Linked DNA regions of Mus musculus: regions 2, 3, 4, 5 and 6 are each linked to region 1. A link is a contact called in public ChIA-PET, Hi-C and HiChIP or PLAC-seq data. All regions are on one chromosome and are shown on one strand. Each heading gives the region's core, a stretch centred on a gene start, on an enhancer-like site or on the middle of the called end of the contact. The rest is flanking DNA. Distances are from core to core; before and after follow the strand shown.

Evidence for each region. A called contact is a pair of places that touch in the nucleus more often than the background predicts. ChIA-PET counts read pairs in DNA pulled down with a chosen protein or histone mark. HiChIP or PLAC-seq counts read pairs in DNA pulled down with a chosen protein or histone mark.
Region 2: an RNA polymerase II ChIA-PET map of memory CD8 T cells shows a contact between it and region 1, with 80 read pairs. The contact joins the promoter of Haao here to the enhancer-like site in region 1. A contact is called at or near these places in 2 of 39 promoter capture datasets (the HPC-7 cell line and second pharyngeal arch cranial neural crest), 1 of 15 datasets of contacts at CTCF or cohesin (large pre-B cells), 4 of 115 datasets of contacts at active chromatin or transcription factors (CD8 T cells, double positive thymocytes, memory CD8 T cells and 1 more) and 1 of 9 other capture datasets (adipose tissue).
Region 3: a contact with region 1 is called in a FOXA1 HiChIP or PLAC-seq map of pancreatic cancer cells. The contact joins two enhancer-like sites. A contact is called at or near these places in 1 of 15 datasets of contacts at CTCF or cohesin (the NIH/3T3 cell line), 3 of 484 Hi-C or Micro-C datasets (bone marrow-derived macrophages, cerebellum and epidermal suprabasal cells), 5 of 115 datasets of contacts at active chromatin or transcription factors (embryonic basal ganglia, pancreatic cancer cells, regulatory T cell precursor and 2 more) and 2 of 9 other capture datasets (adipose tissue and embryonic stem cells).
Region 4: a BATF HiChIP or PLAC-seq map of CD8 T cells shows a contact between it and region 1, with 6 read pairs. The contact joins two enhancer-like sites. A contact is called at or near these places in 2 of 39 promoter capture datasets (the C10 cell line and hippocampal neurons), 1 of 15 datasets of contacts at CTCF or cohesin (large pre-B cells), 3 of 484 Hi-C or Micro-C datasets (bone marrow-derived macrophages, cortical neurons and epidermal suprabasal cells), 6 of 115 datasets of contacts at active chromatin or transcription factors (CD8 T cells, Th17 cells, microglia and 3 more) and 2 of 9 other capture datasets (adipose tissue and liver).
Region 5: an HNF4G HiChIP or PLAC-seq map of pancreatic cancer cells shows a contact between it and region 1. The contact joins two enhancer-like sites. A contact is called at or near these places in 5 of 484 Hi-C or Micro-C datasets (the C2C12 cell line, embryonic stem cells, forebrain and 1 more), 6 of 115 datasets of contacts at active chromatin or transcription factors (double positive thymocytes, effector CD8 T cells, large pre-B cells and 3 more) and 3 of 9 other capture datasets (adipose tissue, embryonic stem cells and liver).
Region 6: a Hi-C map of CD8 T cells shows a contact between it and region 1, with 2.3 times the contacts expected there. The contact joins two enhancer-like sites. A contact is called at or near these places in 1 of 15 datasets of contacts at CTCF or cohesin (large pre-B cells), 2 of 484 Hi-C or Micro-C datasets (CD4 T cells and CD8 T cells), 6 of 115 datasets of contacts at active chromatin or transcription factors (CD8 T cells, double positive thymocytes, embryonic stem cells and 3 more) and 3 of 9 other capture datasets (adipose tissue, liver and pancreatic islet).

The regions. Positions count from the first base shown.
Region 1 is chr17:84,331,218-84,334,704 of GRCm38.p6, reverse strand. It overlaps Thada (thyroid adenoma associated), which reads left to right. Exons shown (of 38, transcript NM_183021.3): 28 at 548-679. Among named protein-coding and RNA genes, the nearest start is that of Gm24492, 45 kb to the right of the region's middle. Within about 2 kb of position 1,609, at least 93 of the 459 cell types and tissues checked have an H3K27ac peak or open chromatin away from gene starts, as enhancers often do. A contact at or near this core is called in the C2C12 cell line, CD8 T cells, the HPC-7 cell line and 7 more, where this site is marked.
Region 2 is chr17:83,844,857-83,848,343 of GRCm38.p6, reverse strand. It overlaps Haao (3-hydroxyanthranilate 3,4-dioxygenase), which reads left to right and starts at 1,554. Exons shown (of 10, transcript NM_025325.2): 1 at 1,554-1,707. The coding sequence starts at 1,628.
Region 3 is chr17:83,883,437-83,886,923 of GRCm38.p6, reverse strand. No RefSeq gene overlaps it. Among named protein-coding and RNA genes, the nearest start is that of Gm35125, 10 kb to the right of the region's middle. Within about 2 kb of position 1,678, at least 33 of the 459 cell types and tissues checked have an H3K27ac peak or open chromatin away from gene starts, as enhancers often do. A contact at or near this core is called in the NIH/3T3 cell line and pancreatic cancer cells, where this site is marked.
Region 4 is chr17:83,900,886-83,904,372 of GRCm38.p6, reverse strand. No RefSeq gene overlaps it. Among named protein-coding and RNA genes, the nearest start is that of 1810073O08Rik, 15 kb to the left of the region's middle. Within about 2 kb of position 1,657, at least 81 of the 459 cell types and tissues checked have an H3K27ac peak or open chromatin away from gene starts, as enhancers often do. A contact at or near this core is called in CD8 T cells, bone marrow-derived macrophages, pancreatic cancer cells and 2 more, where this site is marked.
Region 5 is chr17:83,977,785-83,981,271 of GRCm38.p6, reverse strand. No RefSeq gene overlaps it. Among named protein-coding and RNA genes, the nearest start is that of Gm35457, 16 kb to the right of the region's middle. Within about 2 kb of position 1,836, at least 64 of the 459 cell types and tissues checked have an H3K27ac peak or open chromatin away from gene starts, as enhancers often do. A contact at or near this core is called in the C2C12 cell line and pancreatic cancer cells, where this site is marked.
Region 6 is chr17:84,030,976-84,034,462 of GRCm38.p6, reverse strand. The region is part of intron 4 of Gm35551 (a long non-coding RNA gene); the gene reads left to right. Among named protein-coding and RNA genes, the nearest start is that of 8430430B14Rik, 34 kb to the right of the region's middle. Within about 2 kb of position 1,807, at least 48 of the 459 cell types and tissues checked have an H3K27ac peak or open chromatin away from gene starts, as enhancers often do. A contact at or near this core is called in CD8 T cells and regulatory T cells, where this site is marked.

The sequences.
Region 1 (3,487 bases), core at 360-2,859:
TACATATAAACTGTCTGTAATGGGAAAATGTAATTATATCAATGAAATGTATTTTTGTCAAGATATCTTTTCTCTAATTGCTAGCTAGTGCAGGGAGGGTTTTCTGGTTCTAGTGAGTAATGGCCTAGTCATGTTTCCTCAAAGCCATCAGACAGGGAGAGCTTCCCATTTCCTGAAAGCTCTGGACAGCACAGTACAGAAAGTGTGACTCCAGAGAGTCACTGGCTTTAGAAGAGGGTTGCGTGCAGGACCCTTGCTTTGCCAGAGGCTTCTCCTTGTGCACGTTAAAGTGAAACAGGAAAACGTGACAAAATGTGGGGCTGGAGAAATGACTCAGCAGCTAAGAGCACTGGCTGTTCTTCCAGAGGTCCTGAGTTCAATTCCCAGCAACCACATGGTGGCTCACGACCATCTGTAATGGGACAGCTACAGTGTATTGATATAAATAAAATAAATAAATCTTAAAAAAAAAGTGACAAAATGTGTTTGAAAGCAGTGCCTGCCTTCTTCAGTCTGAAATCTTTTATGTGTAATCACTTTCCTTCAGTGAACTGGGAGAGCCTGATCGCCACCCTGGCATGTTCCTCTTACTCCTGGTGTTGGAGAGACTGTACCCATCGCCGATGGACGGCACATCATCTGCGCTCAGCTTGGCCCCTTTTGTTCCTTTCATTATCAGGTAGTGTCATATTGCAGGGAACTTGAGAGAATGTTCTATCTTGTTCTTATTTGGAGAATTATAATCAATATATTGTCTTAGGGAGCCATTTTGTGAAAGCAAGAGAGTGAAGCTTTCTGCTATTGCTCCTGACTGTTCTCCAGTGCTTTCTGAGCAGTTACCTGTGCTTAGCCCCTGGGTGTGGGCGCCTATGGCTGTGTTGATAGTGTTTTCCTTGGAGACCGGCTAGTGGGTGTGTGATGTTGATCGGAAGTATCCCTTTTGAAAACACTGCCTATGGTTTGTATTGAACAGTATTGGGCCAGCCAACACAGGTATGCTGGGCGGGCTTGATCCTAGCATGTATTCCCTGCCCTGTGGTTTAAAAGAATATTAAGGCACCTGGCTCTTTACTCTGTGGAAGTCAGAGCAACCAGGACCTGGTGTGCCTGTGGCAATGCCACTTAGCCCATTGTCCCACTTAATCTTCTGTTTCAAACTTGGGGTGCCTAAAAGAGATGCAAAAGCATAATGCATGTGGGTGCACACCAACTACAGGATACATCACCAAAGGCCCCAGTACCTCTTCTGAAATGGCTGTCACTTTTTAGTTTTTGACTGTGCACCTTAACGTGTGATCCTCAAAAAGCATTTGTGTTTTCCTATGACTCACTTTAGAAGCTATAATATTATTATCAGCTCTTACTCTTCGGAGTTCTTGACTAGCATGTGCCTTTCATGGATCTATTGAAATTTGAGATGGACTTGGGGAAGCACAAGAACACAAAGCTTGAGTGTGTTTATTATTTGTGCAGCATCTTGTGTTCTGCTTCCTGGGCTCACATAGTTGACTTACGCATTTCCATGTGAGAAACCATGAAACACGAGGTTCTGACATGTGATGCTGTGGCCATTTGTTTGCCACCAAGCCTGGGCTGTGGTTGTGCTATCTGTGATCACAGAGGTGACTCACTGGGACTGGCTTGGTTTCCGATACAAAGTTACCGTCTGCCTCCTCCAGTATTGGGTGATTCATTTTAGAAATTTGGTGGTAAATTTTACTTTCAAGAGCCTTAAAAGTGTTCTCTTTCATGAACATTTGTGTGTATTTGAGGGGAGGATGCAGCTAAGCAGTGTTTCAGAAAGTTGATAAAAGGGAAAAGGTACAAACAGTATCAGCGCCATTAGAAATCAAGATGTGCTGTGCACCATCGGCTATGTCGAGACCATTCATTCTGCAGAGGCTTTTACCACACCATCTGTTGTTGGTTGTTCCTAGAGACAGGAAGTTGCTACATTGAAAATACTCTTCCAAATGGACCTACTTATATATAATCTGAGTATGTGCATGGTCCTGAGAGATAGTCAAAGATTACAGTAGTATAGAAGATTTAAATACTACTCTGAAACCAGGTTGTAGAGAGCATTGAAGTCCTTAGTAAGTGTGTGTTGTTGACATAGGCATGACCATGTCAGTGAAGCTGGTGCCTGGCCCCATGGGTGAAATTTCCCTGGATAAGATTCAGAGAATGGCAGCACCTTCCTCTCAACCATGTGGGGATGGTGATGGTGACTGCAGGAAATGTTCACAGCTACTCCGCACCACCCGCGTTGGGAGCCCAAGTTCATGGCCTAAAGATTGCTCCCCTACAAAGAGACTGCTCCTACTAAGATTAGCTAATCCTGTCTCCTTTTTCAGTTGTATATGGTAACCCTGCTTCCTTCTTCAGCTGGCTGTGTGCAACACCCTTACCTCCCTGTCCAGTTATATATAAACATACTGAGCTTCCAGTGCACTGCAGCTTCCCCAATAGAGAGTCTAGACCGCCTGATCCCATATATTCTGTGTGTCTGGTATGTCCTTTCCTCATTACCTAGTTAGGGTTCCAGGCCCCAAGCTGTGCAAGGATGTATACCAGGAACTGAGAACATCATCTGGGTTAGTTTGGTTGGTTTAGTTTGTGTTGTCTGTTTCACAGTGTTGGGGATCAAACCCAGGGCCTTGCTCGTGCTTGGCAAGCTCTAGCATTGAGTTGCATCCTCAGCCCTGGTATGTAAGAGTCTACCCAGGAGGCTGGGAAGATGCTTTAGCAGTTCAGAACACTTGTTCTTGCAGCAGACAAAGGCTCCGTTTCCGCTATTCAGATGATGGCTCACAACTGCCTGTAATTTCAGTTCCAGGGAATCCAGCAACCTCTTCTACGCTCCACAGACACCAAGTACGGCCATGATGCGCACATATATTTGCAGGCAAAATACACATAAAATCAATAAATCTAAGATTTTTAAGGACTTTAGCTTATTTCTCTGATACTGTTTTGTTTGTTTGTTTGTTTTTGTTTTTGCCAGCCTGAATCTTAGAGGTAGCTGATTTGGTTTTTCTGGTCTGTATGGGCAGTTCTTTGCTATCCAGCCCCTTCCTCCATGAGTGCAGTGCCTTCACATATAGCCACTCCCTCTGCGTTGTGACAGCATGAAGCAGAATAATGGGGCTTTACAGGAGCTCCAAGAACTGCTTGACTACAGTTTACCAGCGCCTGTTTGTCGTGCTCTCTAAAGGGTTAAAGGAAGGGCCTGGAGCCTTTCAGTTCCTTTCACAGGCAAATTTCAAGCTTCCACTGAAACATTACAGGAAAGCGTATAGTACCATCCTAGAGCGCCATGACTCTGGAGTCCTGGAGAGCAAAGGCCTGGACTGAGGAGGCTCGGCTTCAGAGTGCTCTGCCACTTCTAATTGTGACCCTTGCATGCTGCGGTGTTCCCGCTCTGGACTAATGTGCTCTCTGTGTGAAAAGCACCTGAGAGGTCAGCAGCTCACTCACTGAGGGA
Region 2 (3,487 bases), core at 305-2,804, 490 kb after region 1:
GCTTACACCAGCAGAGCTTTTAATTCTGAGAAGAAGAGACTCTGTCAGGCTGCAGACAAGCGAGGGTGGCCATGAGAGCCACGAGGGAGCCACTAGGAATTCTTCTATTCTGTAGTCTGTATTCTGGGCTCAAAGGCCTGAGACCATTTCTTCTCCCTCGCACTGACTTCTGTAGTTCACTCCCTTTCAGTTCTCCCAAGAATTGTGAGTCCTGGAGGGTAGGTGGTCCTTGCCTTCCCCTCTTCCTCCTACGTTTCCTGCCCCAGGGCAACCTTGGCTGAGGAGCCTCTAGTCTGGCAGGCTCTGGGGTGGGTTTGAATGTGCTTGGCCTGGGGAGTGGCACTATTAGGAGGTGTGGCCTTGTTGGAGGAAGTGTGTCAGTGGGGTTGGGGAGGACTTTGAGGCCCTCCTCCTAACTGCCTAGAAGACAGACTGCTCCTGTCTTCTTTTAGAACAAGCTGTAGACCTCTCAGCTCCTTCTCCAGCACCATGCCTGCCTGGGATGCTGCCATGCTTCCCGCCATGATGATAATGGACTGAACCTCTGAACCTGTAAGCCAGCCCCAGTTAAACTTTGTCCTTTATAAGAGGTCTTGGTGTCTCTTCACAGCAATAAAACCCTAAATAAGACAGACACCTAGGACCATCTTCACCTGTAAAGGTCTTCACATGTGGGTGGCTTAAAACATGCAAGGGTGGGGATTGTAGGTTTATGGTGACATCCATCTGTAATCCTAGTACTGAGGTAGAAGGATAGAGTTTGAGGCTAGCCTGAGCTACATAGCAACCTGCCCAACATTCTGGGTCACAAAGTGATTTCTTGTCTCAAAAACAAAAACCAAATAATAAAATATAAACAAGACGTGTGAGGGGACAGGGACATTCTGAAGCTCCATGGCAGAGTTTGCCTAGCACACTAAAGACTCTGGTTCAATTCCCCATGGAGGGGTAAAGAGCTCACTCAGACCAGTGCTGGACACCTCATTCCTGCCCACTACTACTAGGCGCCAGGGCTGCCGAGCTGGACCAGGCCTCAGCTGCAAAGCAAGGTGAGGACAGGGTATCTCAGGTCTAGCCAATCACATCTGCAGGACTGGGCCAGACCTCCGTGCTCCGGAGGAGACTGGATGCAGCCTGTTCATTGCCTCCTGTGATGGCCTCTGTGTGCTCCTGTTGCCTTCAGTCCTCCTTGTGCTCAAAGTCTCCGATTTTCAAACCTTTATTCTCCCAACACAATGTTTCTTTAGAGGCAGGGCAGAAGAAGAAACCCGAAAAGCTGAAAGCCCAGCGTCCTGCATCTTACATGGGCCCAGTAGGTACCAGAGTCCAGCTTCGGTCCAGAGCAACTAGGTGTTGGGAGGATGCTGGCCATGTCCCAGGAGGCGGGTCTGTTCTTGGGCTTTGATCCCTGCTCCGGCGTGTGTGCAGGGGCAGGGCAAGTAGTCTCAGACTCTAGAGCTGCCCCCTCAGAGTGGCAGGGGATTGCTCAGCTCTTTGACCTCTGGTAACCTAATTAACTAGGTGGCCAACAGGAGACTGCGCAGATCGCAGGTCGCAGATCGCATCACTCCAACCTCCCGATTACCTGGCCACCACGTTGTGGGCAGAAGAGTCCTGCCTGCCGGCCATGGAACGCCGTGTGAGAGTGAAGTCTTGGGTAGAAGAGAATCGGGCCTCCTTTCAGCCTCCGGTTTGCAACAAGCTTATGTGAGTCGCCAGCACCCGGTGACTACAACCCACCCTCTTTCTTACTCCTCTTCCCTCAGCTGTCCCCTCCCCCTCTAACCTTGCGTTCCATCCACTTGGTGCTCTTCTGGGGAGGGTGAAAACGACCTGTTTCTTCTTTCACTACCTCAGTATGTTCCTCTTTCTGGAGACCACAGACTTGTGGCCATGACTTCTGAGACCAGCTTGTGTGTCTCTGAGGCTGTGAGAGATGAGGTGGCAGGGTGTGACATTCCTTCCTTCCGCAGCTGAAAGCACCTTTCCAACCCACTGCCCCCATGCACCTTGGGGAGAACCTGGTGTTCAATGCCCCGGACTAGAACTTAAGGCCTGGAGGCCTAGAACCAAGCACCTCAACCCTTGGCAAACCCCGAAGCTATGGAGTCAGATGAACAATTCTTTGGATGAGGGGGCTTGAATTCCCAATCTTCCTGCTTCTATTTCCCAAGTGCCACAACACCCTGTTTCTGAGGTGCTGAGGGAAGAAGTCAGTGAATGCTAGGCTCCCACTTTTCCAAACGGAGCTGCATCCCTAGTCCTGGGGATTCTTAATTCAGGGCTCAAGGCCAGGACACAAACACCAGACCCACCCAAGTCTCCTCTAACTACAGCACAGACTGCCTCCTTCCCCTCCCCCTCCCCTCCCTCAGTTCCACAGCAGAGCTTCTTGCACCACCTCCACAGACCCGAACTCCCCGTGTCTGTGTGGCTATAAGTTATTTCCAGTGGGCAGTGTCCCAACCCAAATGGCTCCAGACATTTCCACCCCAATGGGAAGACTAGCCAAGTATATCACATCGTCTCCTTGACTTCTCACATAGCCCCCCATGAGTTGGGATTTAATAAGTAACTTTCCCAATGTCACAGAACTAGAGGGGGACAGAGTCCATGAGCAAGCCCAGGAAGAGTTTGACTACAAAGTCCACGCATGCTCTTGGTCACTGCGCAATACCCCCGTAGCTAACCAGGACAGCCCCCCCCCCCCCCCGAGCCTCCTCTCTTCTGCCACTGCTGCTTTCCTGTTTGGAGCTTTACCATTTTTGTCTCTCTTCTCCACGTCTTCCCTGTCTGCTGTCTCTCATTTTCACTCCTCCCAGCCTTCCTCCCTCCAAGCCCGTGGGCATTTCTCTGATTCAGTCCACATCAGCCTGGTTAGAAGCAACTGCCTGCCCAGCCTCCAGGCCTGCTTACCCCCACGCCCACCCCACCCCCAGCAGACTAGCCTCTAGAACTTCTCGAGTTCGCCATCATGATCCTAGGGCCTCCCTTTATTCAGTCAGTCGGTATTTGCTGTGCACCACGATGCTCCGACACTGGGCTTACGGCAGGAGGCAAACTGAAAAAAAATGCCTTCCCTGTAGAATTGTTGAGAGGGGACGCCAATCAGTATGAAGTAGCCCATGTCCCTGAGAGGACAGTTTTCATGGCGAGTCTGTGCCATGCCTGGCCCTAGCTTCTCTGGTACTTTGCTGGTATCAGTGGTGTTCCTTGGTTTCAATGCATGAACCCAGTGTCCACTTTCGTCCTCACAGATGCTCTCCCGCTCTGAGTCTCCGCATCCAAAGTCCCACTCTTAAAACCTCACATACTCTGCATTGAGCAAAACATAAAACAGCAGGGACTATCTACCCTTCCTTGTCAGGACTCCTGTTTCCTCAAGGCATCCTCTCTCAGGTTCACACCCACTCTCATACGCTATAGCTGTGTGAGCACAGGAGGTACAGGGTCTGGCTTGTGCATTGTGGCTGGAGGTCATACGTGG
Region 3 (3,487 bases), core at 429-2,928, 450 kb after region 1:
AGCCTCACTGCTGGCAAGCATCAAGGCCTAATAGCCCAGGCGGGCAGCTCGAAGACATGCCTTAGCAGCCGCTCTCCCTACCCTCCCCAGGGAGAGTTTTCATCAGAGTTCATGAAGCCTTGGGAGTGTATATCACTAGGGACTTAGGCTCATGGGGGGGTCAGTGGAAAGTGACCTGAGGACTAAACCCACTTCTGAGGACCTTGCCCTTATGGAGGGACTCCTGTGTGGCATGAATACCCAGGAGAGGCTGAGAGACCATTGCTGAGGGCCTCCGTGCATGAGGACCTCTTGGGAGCTCTGTGGGAGGCTGGCTGCCGGTGGCTTGGCAGAATTGGTTTGTTTGGTTTTCATTGTAGACATTTCTACATTGCACAGTCATGGTGGTAAAATTCTTAGGAGCTGTCCTTGGGGGATCTTTGAGGGTACCCAGACCAGAGTAGGTGAAAAGCTGTGCTGAGAAAGCCCTCTTAGACTGGCTATGTCAACCATTCGTGTCTGCTGTACTGAAATCACCACAGCACCAAGGGAGCCATGATCAGCTTCAGGTCGCAGAGAACTTTGGGAAGACGGTGCCCACCACTTGACCTACTTGAGAAATCTGGCCCAAGGGACCCAGGAGCAACATTTCAGAAATGGTTCTTACAATGTATAGTTGCCCGACTCCCTTCTTTGGAGGAAATGCATCCCTGCCCCACACACACATAGAATCTAGGACTGACACAAACACTCTGGAAAACCAATTTGAGCCTTAGTTCTCCACCCTTGGACTGTCCAGTCCTGAGAATCAACATATGCCCTTTTGATTCAAGCTTGTTTGAATTGGTCTTTGGTCACTCATAGCTAAAAATGTCCGTAGCTAAAATTTATACGTGGATAATAAGTGAAATATGCTTCCCCCAGACGTGGCCAACCCACATGTGCTGTGGAATAGCTCTGGATGAGGCCCAACACACAATCATAACCTTACATAAAACATTATGAGATATTCGGTGCTTTTTTTTCTTTTTTGTAATTCAATTGTGTGGTTCTTGAGTGTGATTTTGTAGACAGTGTTGTGTCGCAATGTCAAAAGGTTGCCCATGCCTGCAAGTTTTAGCCAAAGAACAAAATCAAAATAAGAATGTTTTCCCAGAAGCAGAGGCTCATAGACCTCTGGGGGGAAAAGCAAAGAGATGTGGACAGGAAGGCTGGGAACTATAGGCAAAAGAAACCCCACTCTGCTCCCTACAATGGAGAGGGCCCACATCTCACACATAGGTGCCCACGTGCACACACACATGCACAAGCACACTTGGAACATGAAGAGTACATGGATCCTTCCTTGTCTCCCTTGGAATCCAACCCTCATCATCGGTAAACATGGTCTCCGGCTCTAAGCATCCTCTCTCATGACTGACACGTGAGTCCTAGAGTCAACAGGAGACAGAGTCTGCATGTTATGTGAGCCTTGAATTAAGCTGACTCCTACATGAAAGATAGTAGGACAGACTAAATGGGGTAAGAGAAAAAACCAAAACAAAACAGATGTGCTTATCAGTCGAGTCCTTTCTCGTAAATAGTGTGAGTGTAATAGCACTATCCCGTGATAGTAACAAGCACACATTTTGTTCCAGGGCGACTGGCAGATTAGCACAGTGCTTGCTACATTTGTGAATCACAGGTATGGAACGTTTTCCAGGATACATAATTTATGATTCACCTACATTTGCACATATGCATCTTGGTATGCAAATGCATGAAGCGTGAGACTGACTCTTTACTTTGGCAACTAACCAGACATGGAAGAACACCACTACAGCGAGTGATTCACCGATATACGAATGTCAACTAAGATATCACTAAGACTTCAAAACTCAAGCTTAAAGTTAGCCTCGCTTAAACATTTATTTTTATATGTGTTTGATGAAATGTACCAGTTTTAAAATTTTGATGGATCCGTGTGTGGTTTGAATGTAGGATGGACTCCGTAAGCTTGTGTGTTTGAACTCTTGGTCCCCAGCTCATAGGACTGTCTTGGAAGGCTATGGAAGCCTCAGGATACGGATCCTTGAAAAAGTGGGTCACGTAGGCACATAATGAGGTTCTGTAGCTCAGCCCCTGTCTCCTCTTTGCCTCCTGACTGTGAATGCCAAGTGACCAGCTGCCTCACCTTCCTGTCATGGTGCCTCACCAGCCATGATGGATTACAGCCCATCTGAGAGCCTGAGCCAAAAGAAACCCTTCCTTCCTTATGTCACTGTGTCGGGCATTTTGTCACAGAAGTGAGGAGAACAACTAATACGATAATTTTAAAAGACATTTTTATTAGTTATTTATTCACCTATGAATTTTGGGTCTGTGTATGTACATTCCCATGCACACTGCAGCATTCATGTAGGTCAAAGGACATCTTGCAAGAGTCAGGTCTCTCCTTACACCTTGTGCATTCTGGGGATCAAACTCAGGTCCCCAAGCTTGGTGGAAAACTCAGTTACTTGCTGAGCCATCTCAGTGGCTCTAAAGACAGTACTTTTAATATTTGCATGAGAAGGTCAGGGTAGATGGCTCTCTGAGTAAAGTGCTTCCTGCCCAAGTATGCAAGCCTGACTTCCATCCCCAGCATCCAGATAAAAGCCAGGCGTAGCACAGCTGTGGGCACCTGTAACCCCTGCAATAGAGAGGGAAAGCTGGGACTTCCTGTGATTTACTGATCTACCAGTTGCACCAAGTCAGCAAGCTCCAGGTTCAGTGAGAGATCCTATCTCAAAAACATTATGTGGGACTGACCGAGACAGGCACCCAACAAGACCCTCATGCATACATGTGCACACCTATACAAGCATACACACAAACAAACGTTTTTACCTGAGAAGCAATCTTAAATGTAGACCTTTTTACAGCGTACCCAGCTATTTTAAAATTAAAATAGGTGAACTTTCTGCGTGCTGATTCTTTGCTTCTGTATAATAAAAGCCAAACCTTAGTGGCTTACAATAACTTACTTGGCTTTCACCGTCCTGGCCTGAAAGCCAAGTGCAGACCTGACAGCATGGGATATCCAAGATGGCAGCACCTTCATCCTCTTTCTCCTGCCTCAGATGGATGGACGGAGCAAAGGGGTATATGTAAGCAGATCTGCTTTCACCGTGTGGCCTATCTTACGGATGTCTTGACTTGCTCACTAAATAATAGTTTAGGACTGTGGTTCTCAACCTGTGGGTCTTAACCTCCTTGAAGGGCAAATGACCCTTTCACTGGGGTTGCCCAAGTCCATCAGAAAACACGGATATTTACATTACTCTTTGTCTTAGTTAGGGTTTCTCTTGCTATGAAGAGAGACTGTAACCATGGCAACTCTTATAAAGGACAACATTTAATTGGGCTGGCTTACAGTTTCAGAGGTTTAGTCCGTTATTGTAATGGAGAGCATGGCAACATGCAGATAGACATGGTGTTGGAGAAGGAGCTGAGAGCTCTACATCTTAATTTGCAGAAGGAAACTGTC
Region 4 (3,487 bases), core at 408-2,907, 430 kb after region 1:
AATTCAGATAGCCATTTAATGGCCAATTCTCTGCTGTTGGACCCTTTCCAGTCAGTTTTCAATTTAGACCAGGCCACCAGGACCACCATGTCAGTCAAGTATAAACCAAGAGCTATGTTTGAAAGCTGAGGCGCCCCTGTCGCTGGCTTGCTCAGGAAACCCAGGGAAGGCCTCCCATCCCTGCCTCATTCACTTAATGATGAGCATGAAAAAGAGACTCTACCCCATGATAAAGACGGAGGACGTTCCAAATAATCATACCAATAATAACTAAAGACCATGTGTTCACTGAACCTTGGGCACATCTCTCCCAGGAGTATCCATATTTCAGGTGATCAAAATACATGCCTGACAAGAGATCTCTGTATTCTCTGTATTGAAAGCTCAACTCTGCTGGCTGAAAATGAAATTTAAACTTTTTTGAAATGTAAGATTTGCTGACTAACTTATTTTACTTTGTCTACTTTATCTGGTTGTTCTGGGAACGGAAGCCTGAGGCGCTGTAGGTGCTAAGTGAGAGCTGCATTCCTAAGCCCACTTCACCTTGGAGCTCACCAAAGCTGCTCAGGGTGGCCTTGAACTCACTGTGTAGCCCAAGCAGCTCTTGAACTTGGGATCTTCCCGCCTCAGCACCTCACCTCACCTCACCCCACCCCACAAGTAGCCGAGCATTCCTCACCAACCCAGTTTCATTTCTACACATTCTTGCAAAACAGCAAGCCCCAGAACTGTCTGTCTCGGCCAGTTACAGTCAACAATCCCAGTTTAAGGAAGAAAGCCCGAGGTGTAATTAGAGCATCACGATGCAGTACTGCCACCTGTCGGCAGCCTCAATCCCAGCACGTTCCCCAGGAGGATACAATCAGCTTCTAGGACTGTTTCTTTCAAAATGTGCTCTCTGATCCACGTAGCTTGTTAAAAATGCACATTGCTGAGCCATGTAGGACCCGAGTCCACATGACAGACACCAAACAGCCACACTTAACTGAATGTCCCAAGTGATCTTTATGCACAGTAAACTCGAGAAAATGATCAATCTAAAGGACTTGTCTAATCGATGCAAGCTGAGAAAACTCAGAGGCAGCGAATGCTGGAGAACTCGTTTTCCCTGATGCTGAACAGAGCGAAGACTGCTATTTGTTGAGTCTGGTGGGATCCACAGAGTTGGTTTATGTAGAAATAACACCTTGTGCCTAGTACACAAAGCTAAAACAAACCTAAGTCCCATCTCCCTGTCTCTGTCTCTATGTCTCTTTCTGTCTCTGTCTCCTTGTCTTTGTCTCTCTCTGTCTGTCTCTGTCTCCCTGTCTCTGTCTCTTTCTATCTCTCTCTTTGTCTCTCTCCCTCTGTCTGCCTCTCTCTCTTTCTCTCTGATGACACCCCAAAACCCTGTCATCAGGTACCTGTAGCTCCCCTCCCTTGTCACCCCAGCCCAACTCTGTCCCCTTCACATCTGGATCCAGCCAGCTGCTTCAGAGCCCTCTCACTTCACCTCCATTCCTTGACCCTGCTGCTTTATAAACCTTGCAGTACTCACTACCCGTCAAGGTGACAGCTTGTCCCGTATCACCTTCCCAGAGGCCTCTCTGGGGAACCTTTTAGGCTAAACTAGGTTCTCCCCTCCTTGCTAACCACAAAAATTTGCTATATGCAACCACATTGCCTGATACACACATCCTGCCCACACGCATGACTGTAAACTCTTCACAGGCAGAAAGAGCTGTGTCTCCAAGAGTCCCCAACCTGGCAAAACCTCTACCTTGTAGCTAGCAGGCTTCCCTCAGCCTTTGTAGAATGAATATGTATTTTCAAAAACAACAAGAAATCTGTCTGATTTTTTTTCCCCAATGGTAAAGCGGTAAGACTGGGAGGGTGCAGGGAGAGGGCAGGAACAGAGCAACCTGGGAATGTCCTCACCACCTCCCAGGAAAGGAGCGATTTCCCCAGAGGACAGAGGCCTGTCACATCTTGCCCAGCTAATCTGACAGAAGCCAGCTGCAGTGGTTGTCCTGCCCTGGGGAAGACGTGCTGGGGCTGGGAACCACTTGCCACTGTTTGCCCCTGGGGACAGGGCCACAGGGGAACGGTAATTGACTTGTCTCCGAGATTTATTTATTAATTCCTAGCTGCACCATTTGATGTGGTTTCCAGGAGGCACGAGTTGAAATCTGTTCCCTGTCTTTACCCCACAACCCAGTGAAGCAATGGTCCCTAGGGAGCCCGGTAAACCTCAGGGCCAGCTCACCAGAGAGACTCCAGGCAGGCAGGGTCTAGACATGGTGCCCACCACACAGAAGGGCTGAGCTCCTGTGATGCTGCAGATTCTGATACTGGTAAGACTGAGTAAGAAACCTCAGGAGGATGCTTAGGAGGCCTGGATCTCCGTGGGATGTGTAACCGTGCTTTTGGGCTACTTTATTGGGTTCTTCTCTCTGCCATCCTTCTCCTCCCCCAATGCCCCCCACCCCCAGCCCTGGTAGAAGAAAGAAGCCTAGAAGGAAAGGGGGCATAGATTTCTTTAGACTACTTCCTGATGGTTAGGGGCATTGAGTTCTCAGGGGCAAGTCCAGTCTTTATAATCAGGATATGTGCAACCAGCAATTCAGAGGAACAGCAAAAGCAGCTTCAGGAACCAGCAATAGCAGGGAACAGCAGCAGCCACCGCTGCAGGCTCTGGCCCTTTTATAACCGCTCAAGAGTCTCCAGAATTCCAAACTTAAACTATCTCTCAGCTGATAGAATCAGGCCCTGCCAGAGCATGAGACAAAGCCTAGTCAGCCCCCATATCCCACGCCTGGGATTGAAACAAAAACATAGTCACATAACTGGGTTTTCGGAAAGAACAAAATTCTCACTACAGGGATGTCTCTAAGATGAAGCCCTCAGCCATCAGTGACTAGGAGGAACCAGTGACTAGGTAGGAAGCCCCAATGGACCAGGAGTGATGGAGCAGATGTGTTACCCCAGCACTGGGAGGCAGAAGCAGGAGGACCAGGATGACATAGCATAGGGTTAGCCTGGGCTACAGGAGACTCCACCTTAAGCTCGAGAATGTGTTTGCTTCTGCACATGCACCCACGCCCCAAGAAGGGCACCGAGGTTGTAACTCCATTGGCACAGTGATTTCTAGCATCCAGTGAACCCTGGCTCAGTCACGAGCATTAAACTGGACATAATGGGGCACCCTGGGCTACATGAGACTTTGCCATGGTGGCAATCAGAGGCTAGGAAGGTATTGTTAGAAGTAAGGGGTACTGGCTTGCCTGCTGTATGTCTTACCTGGTCACAGGCATCGTAGGTCACTGTAAGTGAACAACAGTGTTTATGCCCAAATGCCAGGTTGATGCCACTGCTCTGCTCCTTCCTGCAGGATCTGCACATCTCTGCCTGTTTCCTACAGTTAATATGAATGGGTTTGTAACCAGGGAAACAAAAGGAAGAGAGGGTGGAGAGTTGACCTAGACATGGGGCACACATGTAGGCTTGC
Region 5 (3,487 bases), core at 587-3,086, 350 kb after region 1:
CTGCCAAGCCACGAGGGACTGAAACTGTGAGGCCAAGTATACCTCCTCTTCCTACTTTCTTCTGTCCAGTGTTATATTGCAGCATCAAGAAAAGCTCACCCAAAAGAGAACTAAACCACTCAGGCCTGAGAAGCAGCCCCAAGTCCCTGAACTTCAACTCACCTCCTTACAACTCTACAAAGATTGTGTGCCCCCAATCCCAGAACCTCAGGTCCTCATCCAGAAAAGGGTGTGATTGGTTTTAGTTGCCAGGCATGACACAAGGGCATTGTATTGGATCATTTAACCCCATCCTGACTGGTTCTGCCTGTGGGTGCCGAAACAGTGCAGCCGGGGGCATGCTAACTGACAGCGTCCAGCAGCATCCAAAGAGGGTACACTATCAAGTCACTCACTATGGGTGGGATGAAAGTTCTCAAACGTCCAAGGAGTAGACACCGAGAACACTGTTTCCAGAATCAACAGGATGTAGTCTGGATGAGGCTGTCCCCTTACCTGAACATTGAAGAAACAGCATCGTTTGAGGCTGGGGACATGTTGGATGAAGGGGTTCTCGTGTATCCTTCAGTACCATGTCTGATCATAGCAGGTGCTCTAAGTAGGAGGCGGGCAATCAGAGGACAGGCTCTCAAGGAATTGCTGGGGAGAAGCTCTGATATCCACGGGGAGGGAAAAGCTTGCATGTTCTAGACACCCTATCCTTCTGAGCAGGAAGTAGAGAAATGTGACTGCATGACCCTATTAGTTCACATTTATGTTAGGACATTCTGGAAGTTTCCAAATGAAGCTGGGAAGGATGGGGCGGTCGTGAAACTTTGGAAACTATACTTCTGCATATAGTTCAGATTCACCACCCACAGGAGGGTATTGCCGGTCCCACACCCAAATTCTACATTACCATTGAAACCATGTGCTAAAATCTGCTCTGAGCATCACCTTTCTCCTCTAGATGAGGTGGTGGCACGTGCCCCAACTGCTCATGGATGCTGGCTGGGTAAGAGCTCTGAGAGGTGAGCATTTGTGTGCCCAGAGAAATAAAAAGAGGCTGGGAGGAGGAGGAAAGGGGTGGGGTGAGGAGGATGTGAGGGACAGAGGTGAAGAAGAGGGCAAGATGAGAGAGGGCATGGATGATGCAGACATCAAAGAAGAGGGTGTGGGGCAGCTTTCCAGACTTCTGTCTCCTGAAAGGGGCAGAATGGGAGGCTCACTGGGCCACTGACCTAGGACCTCAGACTTGGTCAAATCACTCATGTCAACTGGTTCCCAACCCCCTCGTCTCTTTCCCCAAATACCCTGGTCTAAAGCAAACCCTTGAGCCTGCCAAGCATTCTAAGGATGGGGTTGGAGTGCTTACAGGTGGGTGGGGCCTCAACTGTCACTTCTGACACCTATTTGGTGCTCTTAGGAACAAGGGGGTCCTAGCATGTGAGATGGAGGAAACACTTGGAAGACAAAGGCCCAGCAAAAGGCAGTGGGTAAACAGATAACACCAAGGAGGGAACAAGGGCCCCAGGATCAGGGAAAAGAGAGAGGACCTAGCTTGTGATTCTCTGTAATAATAATTCTGATGTAGATATTCGTTGCCACTCTTAAGAAGAAACCGAGGCTTAGAGTGTGGGTGAATCAGACGGCTACCTGGTATGACCCCACCTGACCACCACCCCATTCTGTCTCCTTCCTTGGCTCGGGACTGGCCCCCAGTCGGTACAGCCTGTTTCCAGCGGCTAAGTGGAAATGGCTGTGACTTAGCTCACAGCTCCCTGTTGCTGATGCTGGTGCTCACTGGTCATTGCTCCGGGCTGGGCTTCTACACTAATTAGATGCCTAGAGGCTGTGGGCAGACTGGGAGGGCTGGCCTTGGGAATCCCCCTGGACTCCACACCCCACAAACTCCAGAAGCTCACAGCTGAAAGAATGAAAGCGCTTTTCATGGAATTCCAACAGGAAAACCACAAGAACATTCCTGCTGCTGAGATCCAGCTGAGAGCTGGAAGCCATATGCCCTGCGGAGGAGGCTGGGCATCGAGTGGGAGAGGGGTTGGATGGAGGGCTCATCCCATTCCCCAGGGTGATCCAAAAAAAAATTCCCCGACCTCTGACCTCCCTGGAGTTTAGCCTCCTGATGGGGGCAGGTTGTTTCAGAGGCAGAAAGTACACTTCCCAGTCTTGCTGTCTGCTCACAGTTGGCTACCCTGTCCAGGGCACATTCCCTCTGGTTCCTCGTCTTTCAGTGGCAGCTGCTGCGTCTCCTGCTCCACCATTGGTCTTGCTAATAAGACAGTATGAGGACATGGAGCACAGGAAAGACTCACTCTTGAGGCTATAGGGATGGGCTCAGTGGGTAAAATGGCTTCTGTACACATGTGAGGGTCTGCATTTGGATCCCAGTGCCCACAAAAGATGCCAAGTCCGTGATCCCCACAGTAGGGAGGCAAAGGTTGGCAATTCCTGGGGCTTGCTGGCCAGCCAGTCTACAGTCTAACTGGATTGGTGAGCTCCAGCTTCAGTGACAGATGTTGCCTGCCTCAAATATATATATACACACATATGTATATATATACACACACATATATATCCATATATATATACACACATATATATCCATATATAACCATATATAAACCACATATATAAAAAACCATATATATAACCATATATATATAAAACCATATATATATATAACCATATATATATAGTAGAGAGTGATTGAGGAAGGCAGGCAAATATCTTATGCTGATCTCCGGCCCTTACACGCCCATGCATATACACACAGATGTGCTCATGCTCACTGCACACAAGCTTATGAGTGTGCATGCCCAGAAGGCCATACTCCGGAACTTAGTTGCCTCTCCAAACAGATGTCTTCAGCAGTCGTGACTGGAGACATATACCACACATCTGTATCCTGGGCTCTCGTGATGTGCCTGCTCTCTGGCTGAAGGGTGAGCACAGCCCAGTTAGAGGAGCCCAGAGGCCTCCACCAGGAAGCACCGTGACAGTATGAAGGTGCTGAAAGGGAAACGTCGTCGAGCTGCCCGCACGAGCAAGCCATGGTTCAGCGCTAGCAAGCTGGTGAGAAGTTTCTAAAAATATTGGTAAAGCCAGCTGTGGAGGGGACATTCACCTCAGAATCAGCAAATGTCACCCAATACAATAGCTGAGAAGAGGGCCCGCTTTCCTCTGCTGGACGAGCGGCTCTTGCTTTCTGTCTGTGAATGTTCTCAGAAGCAGAGCACATTTAGCCCTGGAGGGGCAAATAAGAAACTAGCTGGATGGGCCACCATAAGACAGAGCCTTGCAGGGCGAGAGATAATCGTTAGCAGTTTCCTAGCGTCTTCCGGGATGTGTGATCTAAATTAAGGTCCTTATGGTTCAGGCTGAGTCTGTGCCACAGCCTTTCCTTCCTTCCTGAGGGTTTTCTGTGCGGCCACAGGAAGTCCCGGCTGGAAGACTCTGTTCCTTATTGTTCACCTGCCAGTCTGCCTCC
Region 6 (3,487 bases), core at 558-3,057, 300 kb after region 1:
GGGAAGGCAGTGGGAGCCACTGAGGGGTTCTGATAAGGCCTCGAGCTTCAGTGTGGTGGTGCACTGACAGTAGACAGCAACCATGCCAGGAGAACTATATGCGGGTCCTGCCTCCCGGTGTCACAGCAGGTCTGGGTTTGTTCTGTTCCAGGTCTGGAGACCGATGCCCCCTGGGACCGCCCCCCCCCCCCCCGTAGGAGTCAGGCAACATCCCACCTAGCGCTGCACAACTGCAGGGCAGAGGAGGCGAACAGTGAACTCCAACGGCTCTCAGTCTTCAGCCCTCTCTCTGGGTCCTCAGACACGGGCTGCTAGAGCTGGGGCTGGGAGCATCCTAAAGGGTCCTGCCCGAGGAGCCCTTGGAAGTCAGTGGACCCTTCAGTAGGCGGGGCCTATCTGAAGTTTGTCTTTGGGAGGGCGTGTCCTCAGAGCCGCTAAGGGATCTCTTTCTCTTTGATTCTTGGCTCCCACGAAGGTAGTGGCCTTCTGTGCCCCACACTCCTACCATGACCTCTGTGTTGCCACAAAATAATCGGACCAACCAATGGTGGGTGGCGACCTTCCAAAAGCACGGGCAAGGCTTCTCTCCTTTAAGCTGGTCATCTCAGATTTTTGTTTGTTTGTTTGTTTTTGCCGCTATAGTGGAAATCTAGCGAACTCAGGGACATCCCCCTGTGGCGGGAGTTAAAGTGTTTTACTCTCCTTTCTGTTGCTATGATAAGATATCCTGACCCTCCCGCCGCCCCCCCCCCCCCAAAAAAAAAGCAACTTAGGGGAAAAGGGACTCATTTGGCTTGCCTTTGCAGGTTATAGTCCATTTTTGCAGGGAACTCCTGGAACCAGGGAACATGAAAGCAGCACACCCACCACCAGGAGCAGGGGGAAAATAAACAGATCCTTTCTCAATGGCTGCTCTGCTCTGCCAACTTCCTTCACTCATATACCGTGGGACTCCGCTCATGACATAGAGCCACCTGCATTCGGGTTGGGCCTTCCCACCTCAGTTAATAAAGATAAGCTCTCCACACACATGCCCTCAGGCCAACCTGACCTTGACCGTCCTCACCCGAGACTCCCTTCTCCGATTCCAGGTCATGGCAAGCTGGCTTTAAAACCAACCGTCACGGCACCCTGCCGTCTCTTCAGACTGGCGACCCTTAGCCTGTGGTCTCAAGCATGCCTGGCCCGACAGAGTGAGGGGGACTCTGAGCCCCTCCGAAGCAGAGTGTCTACTTGTAGGATGCAGTCAGTGCCTGTCCAGGACACGGAGCCATCCCACAGTTCTGGGGGCATCAAGGAACTTTAGCTTCCTTAGACTTGATGCTGCTTTCTGCAGCAGGTGGCTTGTAAGTCAGAAATAACAGAATGGGGAGACACCAGGCAATGGGTACAGCAGGGACTAAGCCGTGGCTGTATCTCCTCACAGGCATGTGCCGTGGCCTCCAAATCCTAGTGTTTCTAGGCTTAAAGTACAGCACTACCTCCCTCGGCCCTTTGGATGTCTTACAGCTCACAAGGCTTCCAAGGTCTTCTAGGGAGTGTCAGCACAGTGCTGAGGAGACCAGGCGGGTAGCTGAGCCCCAGGACACCAAAGCACTGGGAACAGTGTCAGGAGAGGAGCGTCCACACCCGTCTCTTCCTCTCCCACACACCTGTCTTCATCGCCTCTCCAGGATTTTTCTTCCCGAACAACAGCTGGGCATGTGAGGCCAGCCCCAGAGAAAGTTAAAGCTATGATCCTCACCTACAAGGGGCTGAGGAGAGTAACCTCTCCTCCGTGGGTGGCGGATGTCACTTGGGTGTAGGCACCGATCTCTACATGGGCATGACTTCCTGGTACTGAAGGCAGGGTAGAGAAGTCTCTCTTGTAGTGATGGAAAGAAAGCAATGTGAGCTTCAGAGACCGCTCTGAACAGAGAGCAGAGAGGCCAAGCCTACTTAACTGGAGGAAAGAGGTCCTCTGTCTTAGTGTCAGAGTTGGAAGATCTGCCCTGAAGCAAACACGAGGGAAACTGATGCCCAGGGTGGGGCCTCTGCTGCACAAGGCTGGACAGTGACCTCAGCCTTAAGATCCATGCGTGCGCTGTCCTCAAAGCAACAGGAACTTTAAGGGGTTGATTGCTGCTGAGGCAGGTCCAATCTAATCACAAGTGGCTTATAAGAGGGATGGAGGATAAGTTAGAGCCAGTGATGTGACAAAGGGATGAGAGGTGGTCTGTGAAGGTGGGGGAAGGGGTTACAGGCCAAGGCATCTATTAGATACTAAGAAAGACAAGGAAGTGGGCTTTCCCCCAGAGCCTTGGCCTGTAGATGCCTGACTTTAGGCCAGTAATGTTGAAATTGAACTTCCAGCCTCCAGAACTGGAGGGAAACCAATGCTTGCTGTTTCTAGCCATTTAATCTGTGGCCATGGCGATCACTGGAGATTTACACTTGCTGAGGGCTACAGAAGGAGCCAGGGCCAGATCTTCTCAATGAGACCAGCTCTCAGGAATGGATGCCCTGGGGCCTCTGGGAGATGTGTGCGTGTGTCAGAGAGAAGAGAGACCATGACTTCTTCACGCATCAAGAGATTCTTCTGGGCAGATGACCCTCCAGAGGCACGGCAACATTTTTCTCTCCAGGAAAAAATAACTCAGTGTGTATCAAGAACTCAGTGTCTCACACGCACACATGGAGTCGTGGGTCCCCGGGAGACACAAGCTCTGTCATTCTCTCCAGGCCTCTTTAATTTCCTTGGGGGCAGGCAGGGAGCAGGGCTAAGGACTATGGACTCCTGGTGACATCTGGAATTCTCCAACGCTCCTAGGGGTCCTGTGGAGTTGGCCCTCCTCTCCAGTGTTTCCTGCTTCCATGCAGTCTCTGGGAGGATTTGACACATTTCCTAGCTGGGGAGCATGGTTGGAATTTCCAGCCGGCTTCCAGATGTGGCGCTGACTGGGCTGGAAGATGCTTTTTTGAAAAGCATCTGGGAAGCCAGGGGTCCCCCAGCGCCAACCTAGGCTGTTGTGCATGTCCTTCTTCCTCACGCTGTTATGTGGTTGGGCTTTCCATGGGGGAGCTCATGGGTAGGGTTTCACCATGTGAAGAAGGGTGTAGCCTGCCAGCTTCAGGCCCGTAGTCCAAAGGTGGTCTAGCACAGCAGGTCAGAGGGGCCAAGGCTGATTAAAAAAAAAAAAAAAAAAAAAAAAAAAAAAAGACTAGAAGGAGCATGGATGGAGTGGGCTGGCCAGGGTGAAGAGAGGGGAGGGGTCCAGGAGTCAATACCCAGTAATAATGAGTTTCTGGCCCTGGGCTGCTGGACAGCAAGATAAAGGGGAGCCCCTTCACTGGTTAGAGCTGGTTCCTAGTGCGTGGGACAGTTCGGTTCCCTAGACAGCATTGCCAAGGTCAGAGAATCCTCAACAAAGGAGTGTTCTCAGCTTGGGAGGGTTCAGGCAAGACACGGGAGGATTAAGAATGTCACAGGGCTGGAGAGATGGCTCGG